Regions from separate parts of the Hordeum vulgare genome. Here region 2 is linked to region 1. The links are chromatin contacts, called in public Hi-C maps. All regions are on one chromosome and are shown on one strand. The core of a region is the stretch at or near the end of the contact, and the rest is flanking DNA. Distances in the headings are between cores, read along the strand shown.

Region 1 (3,973 bases), core at 453-2,952:
TTTTCCAAAACATTGTTTGTAGATTCTGGAAATGCTTTCCGATTGAAGAAAATGTTCACCGTTTTCTAAAATATATATTAAAATAGTATAAAATATTCATGAATTCACGGAATTTCTTGATTTCATAAAATGTTCTAAAATTTATGTATGTGGTCACGAATGTGAAAAATGTTAAAAATTTCAAGTATGTGAACGAGCTTGATTTTTTTTCATGATTTCACGGAATTGAGAGTGATGGTGTATCTTGGTGATGCAGAAAAATATGGTCATGGCCATCAAAGATTATGTGTTTTTTCTCCCATTTCAACGCACAGGCCTTTTTGCTAGTAGACATAAAAATAAAATAAAATTATCGATAAAAACCAAAGAACAGAAATACCATAGGAAAACCGTGGAGAAAACCCAATGATAAACTAGGGAAGCCAGGAAATAGGCCAGGCCCATTCTGATGCCGCTTTGTCTGTCTCCGCGGGCCGACTAGCCCACTCTCGCAGCCTAGACGTGACTGAACTTGCACATGTATTTTTCGAACCCAACCCAAACCACTCACACCATTCCCTGGGTTTTCCAAAACCAGAGAAAAATGACTGGAAAAACCTCTAAATGGTTCCCAAAATCGGACGCTGTTAAATAGGCCAGCCCATTTAAAATTGTTACCTTTCCCGCTCTGTGCAAAGATCCGACACCGCTTCGCACAGAACGACGAATAGGATATTCCGCAACCCACACCATTCCCTGCGTCTGGAAAAAGAAAAAGAACAGAAAAACTGACATAGTAAACTGCAACCGAGCTCTGCCCCCCAGACCAGAATCCAGTGTACCTACGATGCAACACATTCCGGGGAGACCTCAACCAGCCCCACCACATTCTCCACATCCCACGCATATTAAAACACTTTGAGCCCATATCAACAGGATTAGATTAGTCACCTCCCCCGTAACCGCATCAGGGCATGAGCTCACTGCCACCAAGTGGCGCGCATTTTAAAACGCAATCAGATTCTCTCGGCTGCACCAATGGAACGGCAGCCATGATTGGGGTTGGAGGGCCGTACTAGTATAGCTTATCTCCTTGCCTCGTGGATAGGTGTATCAGTGTGGGTGTATATATTCGTTTGCTTTGTAAACAAATTAGATTAGCCAATACTAATCATGCAGCGTTTGTGTGTGTGTGTGTGAGAGAGAGAGAGAGAGAGAGATCTTGATCCTTGAACAATAGAATAGGTGTTGATGGAGGAGCTGGGGCCAAATAAGATATCTAGCGGCAGCATCTCCCGGTTCATGTATCCCCAGCAAGAAGCATCTCTTGTCTGTGTTTGCATACGTCCTGATCTACTCCAAGATCTTGGTGCGTGCGATGATGATCCTCCGCCACCTCCAGATCCTCTGAACCTTCCTCCGGCCTGCCATATATGTACTTTGGTATGAACTCCATATTAGTCCAGCAAAGTTGTTTCGATGGAGCTAACCACTGAGCTACAAGTAACTGAATTTCCTCTCTGAAATCATTTTCCCTTGGGACTACCTCTGCATTCCGTCAACCTGCAGCTGCAGACTGCAGTAGTTGATTAACGGAGGAGGCATGGCACGGTGATTAGAGTAGTTGATTGGCATCTTCCGTCCAGGAGAATATATATATATCCTGGACCGACAATAGGAGCATGACCTTACAACAAACAGTACAGCAGTACACCACTAAGCACTAGCAGCTGGATCAGGATGTGCACTCTCTGACGCTACACATGCTGACACGCAGCATTAGAAAGTTTCCCTGACACCGACTGTACTAGTACTAATATAGGCTGAAACCAAATGGGTGCTACCAATAAACATATGGTATTATTGTATTGGTATGCGTCGTGACCAGGGATCAATCAGATCTTCTGGTTTCTCATGTACCAAAACAAAACAAAACAAAGCAGAGAGTAGAGCTAGTGCTTGCTTACTAAAATCCGGTTGACATCTAATCTAAGCATGTGCCTTGATGTGATGCAACCATATCTTACTATCTATACCAGCTGTTCTCTCTCTTGGTCTTGGAAGCTATTTATTTCCCCTTTCCCAGCTGAGTTCATCTCCTGTGGAAACAGCAGCACAAGGATTTGCAGCTTGGATACATCTTTTGTGAGTGGGTTGGATTGATCTTGGCACCACTGTTACCCACCCCTGGTTCCATGAGGAAAGCGGTTCACTGGCTGGGAAATGGGGCTCCTTGTTATCTATCTATCTATGGTTGTTGTTGGGAACTTGAGTCAGCAACAAACATCCAAAGGTGATGCTGTCATGCCACAAGACTGGCCTCAACATATCTTTACCCCTTTTTTATTCCACAACAAGACAGTTGAGCAAAACCCACTCCAGTCCTGTCCATTGGACACAGAGGACTAATCAACACCTGGGAGCCTGAAATTCACCACCTCTGTAGCACATTGCATCCCAGATTTATAGACATCTCTGTCACTGCTTTAGTTAAACTCAGCAAGAGCACAAGTAAGTGAGAGCTAATTCAAATCCCACCACCAAGTGCTGTCACTGTTCACATCAGCACGTCATCTGGACCACTTGGAGGAGAAACGAACAAACAAGCAAGCAAATGGCAGCAGGTAGCAAAGCCTGTCGAGTCCATGAAAGAGCTTTCAGCTGCTTGCCATGATGGTGACTAGTAATTAACAATTTGCCAATTATACTAGTGAAAGAGTGGCTTGAGTGCTAGGCAATGCTTAGCTCCCAGTCAACTTTTTATCCTCTTCTCTAGAGGGTGTGAGAGGCTTGCCAGCCTTTGGATTAAACTAGAAGGGATTAGCAAGGGAATGTTACTTTCTTGGCGTCACAAAGCAAGCATGTCTGCTCTAGTTTATTATTATATTATTGATTCCATCAGCAGAACCTAAGCAGCAGTGGTGAAAGATAGTGGTGGCCGCAGTTTGACTGGACCTAGCTTAGCTGCTACTCACTTGTGCGTGAAACTTTGGGCCTGCCTAACTCGAGGGAATTTGCGAGCTTTTCACCAGTTAGATTTTCTAGACGAATCTGCAGATGCTGTGCCCACCAATAACTACGACTGTATCCTAGAGCAGGTTCAATATAAATACAGAAAGCTACTACTATCTCGCTGATCTAGGCCCTCCTTCAAAAAGCCAGGAATTCAAAGTGTTATTAGCAATCACAAGATGGAAACTGGGGATTACTAAATACTAGTCCCTATATACTTAGTTCTCTCCGGCTATAAGTATTTAGATACAGAGGAAGTAGCATCAAACCAAACTAGCATTCTTTACCTCTATTTTTGATGATTCTATTCATGAAGATATGACTAATTACCTAGTAGGAGATTTGTGAACAGGAAGGTAACCAGGACAGGTCTGTGTTTGTCCTATCTGAAAATTCTGTTCATATAGTGAAAACATGTGAAGATGATAATACAAGAAATGCTGGTTTGGTGGGGGAGAGGGTTCAGATCTGCCACATCAAAGCCTTACCTTGCACAGGCAGCTAAACGAACAGCTTTGTTGTGTCAAACCCACCATGTCCCTCTCACTGAAATATAATGGAAAGAATCTGAAGGTCGCCATCGCCGGACAGAATCGCTGTCATTATGCAATCTCCATGCGAGCTGATAGCTCGAAAATCTCCGGCTTCCGCTTTGTTTATCACTGCCAAAGCAATCGTTGGCATGATTGTTAATCAATCTATGGCTTTTTCCCAACATGAACACCGCCGTACCTACATGTAGGCCTTAAAATAACGGCCACGCCCGATCTCCCCCCGAATTGTATAATCAATTATGGTCATGATGATAAGGCGGAACAAAAGGATCAACGCATGACTTGTCAAGATAAATACACTATCGATCTGGCCTTGTTTAATTGGGGAGACGGGGATTCGCCGTCGACCGAAATTTGTTTTATGACAATGATATGCTATATATATTTTGGAGGAAAAGTTGTCACATGAAAATTTATGGCTAGATTCT
Region 2 (3,973 bases), core at 905-3,404, 400 kb after region 1:
TCGTAGAACACAAACGAAGAACGCGAAGTTGCAGCTATGACGAACTTGTAATCTAAACAAAATCCAAGTCTAAACGGTGCCCTAAGGGCTGTATATTTGAGGGAATAGAGAGGCAATTTCGTGACCCTTGGAGGAGGGGTCCGAAAACAGACTTAAACTCGGTTTCCCCACACATACGGACTCTAAAAATAGCCTATATTATGGTATTTCGAAATTACATGGGCCTCGCCCAAAAATAAGGTGGCGCAACACCTATAATAGTCTATGGACGAAATTTATAAAGTGACGTCTTGAATATTTCGTCCAAAGCCTTCATGGTCTCCTTATGGTGGCTTTAAAGTGCGAAAATCACCAGTGAAAGCTTCATTGTTCTCTCCCGCGCATGCACCTTCTTCTCCATGCTTGATCCCGCTCCAACGGATATCCTTCTTGTCCATGCTTGGTCCTTCATTCATGAGCGCAACAAAAGTATCTAACTTAGGCAACATCTTATGTTCATGAACATTAGAAGTATTTCCAAGAAACGAAAGTACCTGGTAATTCAATTGGCGTGCACGAGTTCTAGTAACTGGTCCAGTATGTATAGCAGCTGGGGCTGTGGGTGTAATAAGATTTATGCTATGTACAAAAGATTTATGCTATTTTATATCGGGACTTTGATGACTTTTTTAGGGTTGCATGGATTTCCTTCAATCTATTGAAATGCGATTTCAAATGTATGTGGTTATGTTGGCCTAGTGGAACCCGGAGTACCATGGCCCCTGTGTTGCTGGCCTCGGGACGATGCATGGGCCAGCCCAAGGGGGGCGACTGCGTCCTCGCCGCACCGAAGGGAATCACCTCGCGAGGGGTGTGCCTCGCCATGCCCCCTCGCCACTAGACCAGACCTTACCGGGGCCTTCAGGCGCCAGGAAACCCCGCGAGGCCCCTCCCATGAGGCAACCTTCCGAGGCTTGGCGTACGATGCCAACCGCAGGATTTTGTGCCTATCACGTAGGTGACGCATCCGTTTGGAGAAAGGTGACAAAGGACGTACCAACGGACACGGACATGTTTTTATATTTTGCATACACAACGGACAGCGGACGAGATGAGACCAAAATACGGCCTCGCGTTGGACGCACGACTGTCACATCCATAACTTCATACGGACACGATCCTATTACCACCCTCAAACGGATAAGAAGCGAATGAAATGAAGCGTTCGTTTGACGTCACGCGTTGGAGTTGGCCTTAGCATTGGATGGCGGCTCGTGCATCCATATCCGTGAACGGGTGCGGAGACAAATCTGATGTCATCGTGTGTAGATGCCCTTTGTCACTTGAAAACTCAGATTTCGGGACAGCTACTCCACCGGTGGAGTTTTTTCTTCAGGGACCGCTAGGGACAAAGCTTCCGTATGAACATGAGCGACCAAATGGTCCACAAGAGTTGCTGCTAGTATCATATGGAGTTTGTCTGATTGTCTAAGTTGGCTCAATCATGCTTCTTCTTTATGTTATTACTTATTAGTATATATATATATACCTCTAGCTAGAGCGAACGTGTGTGTCATGTATTTTTGGAGAGCTTTCCCTGTCGAGGAAACTTGAGCTGGACAAATCATTGTCATACTGAATAGATGGCTTCTACTAGCACTACACTACTTGCGAGCCAAGCTAGTTACGCGTGAGTAAAGTTGAAACGTGACACGGTGAGCGTGCAAGTTCCAAGAGAAGCAGACTTTAGTATTGGATCCGCTGCTTTATCTGTCCATAAGAAGAAGCTGGAACCGGGGCAAGTCGATGGCGATCCCGGTCGATCGAGATGCATCCTCTCCTGATGAGTCGACCCAAATCATACATCGACGGTAGCATTGGCGGAAGAGATGCACGCACGGACGCACAGTGCAGTGGAGGAGAGAACTGTGGCGTCACGGCAACGCCCAACCTTCGGGTACGGTACGGGCGGGCAGGGCAGGGCGGGAGGGAGATAAACACGGCCCCGAAGGCGACGGCAACGGGATCGGTGGCAGCCCAGTCCAGCAGGCAGGCAGACAGTGGTGAGTGATAGGGAGGCAGGCCACCCCGGGTCTCGTTCGCTCGTCTCTCTCTGGTGTGTGGTGGGGGTGGTGGGTGATGCATGAGGCAGAAGGAGCAGGCAGCAGGCGTGTGGAGATCAGAATCTGGTCTTGTCCTCTTGTTGCCGCGCCCGTCCGTCCTCCCGGCCCGCGCGGCCCCCACGGCCACGGCCATGCGTATCTGCTTGGATCGGTGCCCCCGAGTCGTTAGCTGTCAAGGAAAGATGCTTCCACTCCACGGGAAACAAAGAAAGAAAGAAAGAGAGCGAGAAAGCTGCGCGTGGCTTGGGTTGGGAGACGGAGGCGGGCTGCTGGGGTGGGCGATCTGATCACGCATCGTCGCTGCGGCTGTTGGCTCCCTCGTGGCCCCCGCGCATGGCCATGGACCACAGCGACCGATGCGCTCCATCGGCGATGCCTGCAGTACTCGCCACTGTATGTACTCGCCGCGCTTGTTGCGTGAGGTGATCTGCTGCGGGGCCGGTCGGCCTTTTATTTTACTGCGCGAGGTGTCCCAGAATCTCTCTCTGTTTTTTTTTTTTTTTGAAATTAGAATCTCTCTCTCGGTCTTGAACCTTGAACCTTGGAATATGGGAAACGCTTGCAGCCGGATCGTCATCCGAATCGTTTGACCGGTCGCTCGCGGCCTGCGCGCCTGACTGGCCAGCCATGCAACATTATTTTGATTAGATTTGGTACAACTACGTCTAAATTTGCTATAAACGTTTCTTATTTTGCTATAATTTATTCATTAAAAAAATTAAATTCATGTTTGATTGCAACTCGAGTTCGTTGAAATTTTTTTACACCCGTTTGATTTTTGCTACAACCGTGTTAATTTTTGCTACAACCGGTATTATTTTTTGTTGTAACCGTTCACTAAACAAGTTGCATACACGTTCGTCAGAGTTGCAATCCAAGTTCACCGGATTGTTTTGTTACAACCCTTATTTTGTCTTGCTAATACGCATCATCAGCTTCTATTTTTTGTTACGATCACGTTGATATTTTTTTGCTACAACTATATTTTTGTTGTAACCGTGGACGAAATTGCTACATCGTGGACGAAATTTGTTGCATCGATTTTTTTGCTCCATAGAGATCTAACGGTTACAACTGGCGGATCGGGCGGGCCGCGCGCGGCCGGACGAATCGCCGACGCAGAGCGCTGCCCTTGGAATATACTCCCTCCGTCTGAAAATAAGTGACTCAAAAGTGACTCAACTTTGTACTAAAGTTAGTGCAAAGTTGAGTTATTTTTGAATCACTTATTTTGAGACGGAGGGAGTACTATTTACTGCCCATAACTTGACGTGTTCTCAGCCATCGTCACGTGTCGCGTTTTAAGCATTTTCTTCGAATTTTGTTTATTTTTTCCACGTGTTTTTGGCGTTTTATGTTGATTTTTTTTCTAGATTTTTTTATATTTCGGATTTTTACGTGTCTTTCTTAGGTTTTTGACAAAAAAAGTTTATTCTTTTTGTGTGAAAAAATGTTTTTTTCATGAGGCATGATTTTGTCCATGCCTTTTGAAAACGAAAAAAACTATGTTTTTCACTAGATGCACGGTTTTGTTAAATCTCTATCTCGGTCATGAACCTTGGAATATCCTATCTACTACTCATTGTGTCAAACTACCGGCGCTTTTCTTTTTCTATCGCGAGAGGCATGATTTTTCTGTTCGGTTGTTTTCGTTCTTTTTTTTATGAAATAAAATTCATCAAAACCTATCAACATGAGATCTATTTTTGAAGATCTCGATGCGAGAAACCCAACAATGAAAACGCTTCGAGATTTGAAAGTATGGTTTAAGAGATAAAATATTTTGAGAATACAGATCTACGAAAAAAGAGAAAACTCTCACATTGCGAAGAGTGACACACATGTAGTGTGCCATTTGTCCCAACCTCAGG

Evidence for each region. Hi-C and Micro-C count contacts between places; a contact is called where the count stands out from the background.
Region 2: a contact with region 1 is called in a Hi-C map of seedling, with 4 times the contacts expected there. The contact joins two enhancer-like sites. A contact is called at or near these places in 3 of 6 Hi-C or Micro-C datasets (leaf and seedling).

The regions. Positions count from the first base shown.
Region 1 is chr1H:433,753,714-433,757,686 of MorexV3_pseudomolecules_assembly, forward strand. No RefSeq gene overlaps it. Among protein-coding and RNA genes, the nearest start is that of LOC123442999, 110 kb to the right of the region's middle. Within about 2 kb of position 1,703, at least 3 of the 3 cell types and tissues checked have open chromatin away from gene starts, as enhancers often do. A contact at or near this core is called in leaf and seedling, where this site is marked.
Region 2 is chr1H:434,151,542-434,155,514 of MorexV3_pseudomolecules_assembly, forward strand. No RefSeq gene overlaps it. Among protein-coding and RNA genes, the nearest start is that of LOC123442999, 290 kb to the left of the region's middle. Within about 2 kb of position 2,155, at least 3 of the 3 cell types and tissues checked have open chromatin away from gene starts, as enhancers often do. A contact at or near this core is called in leaf and seedling, where this site is marked.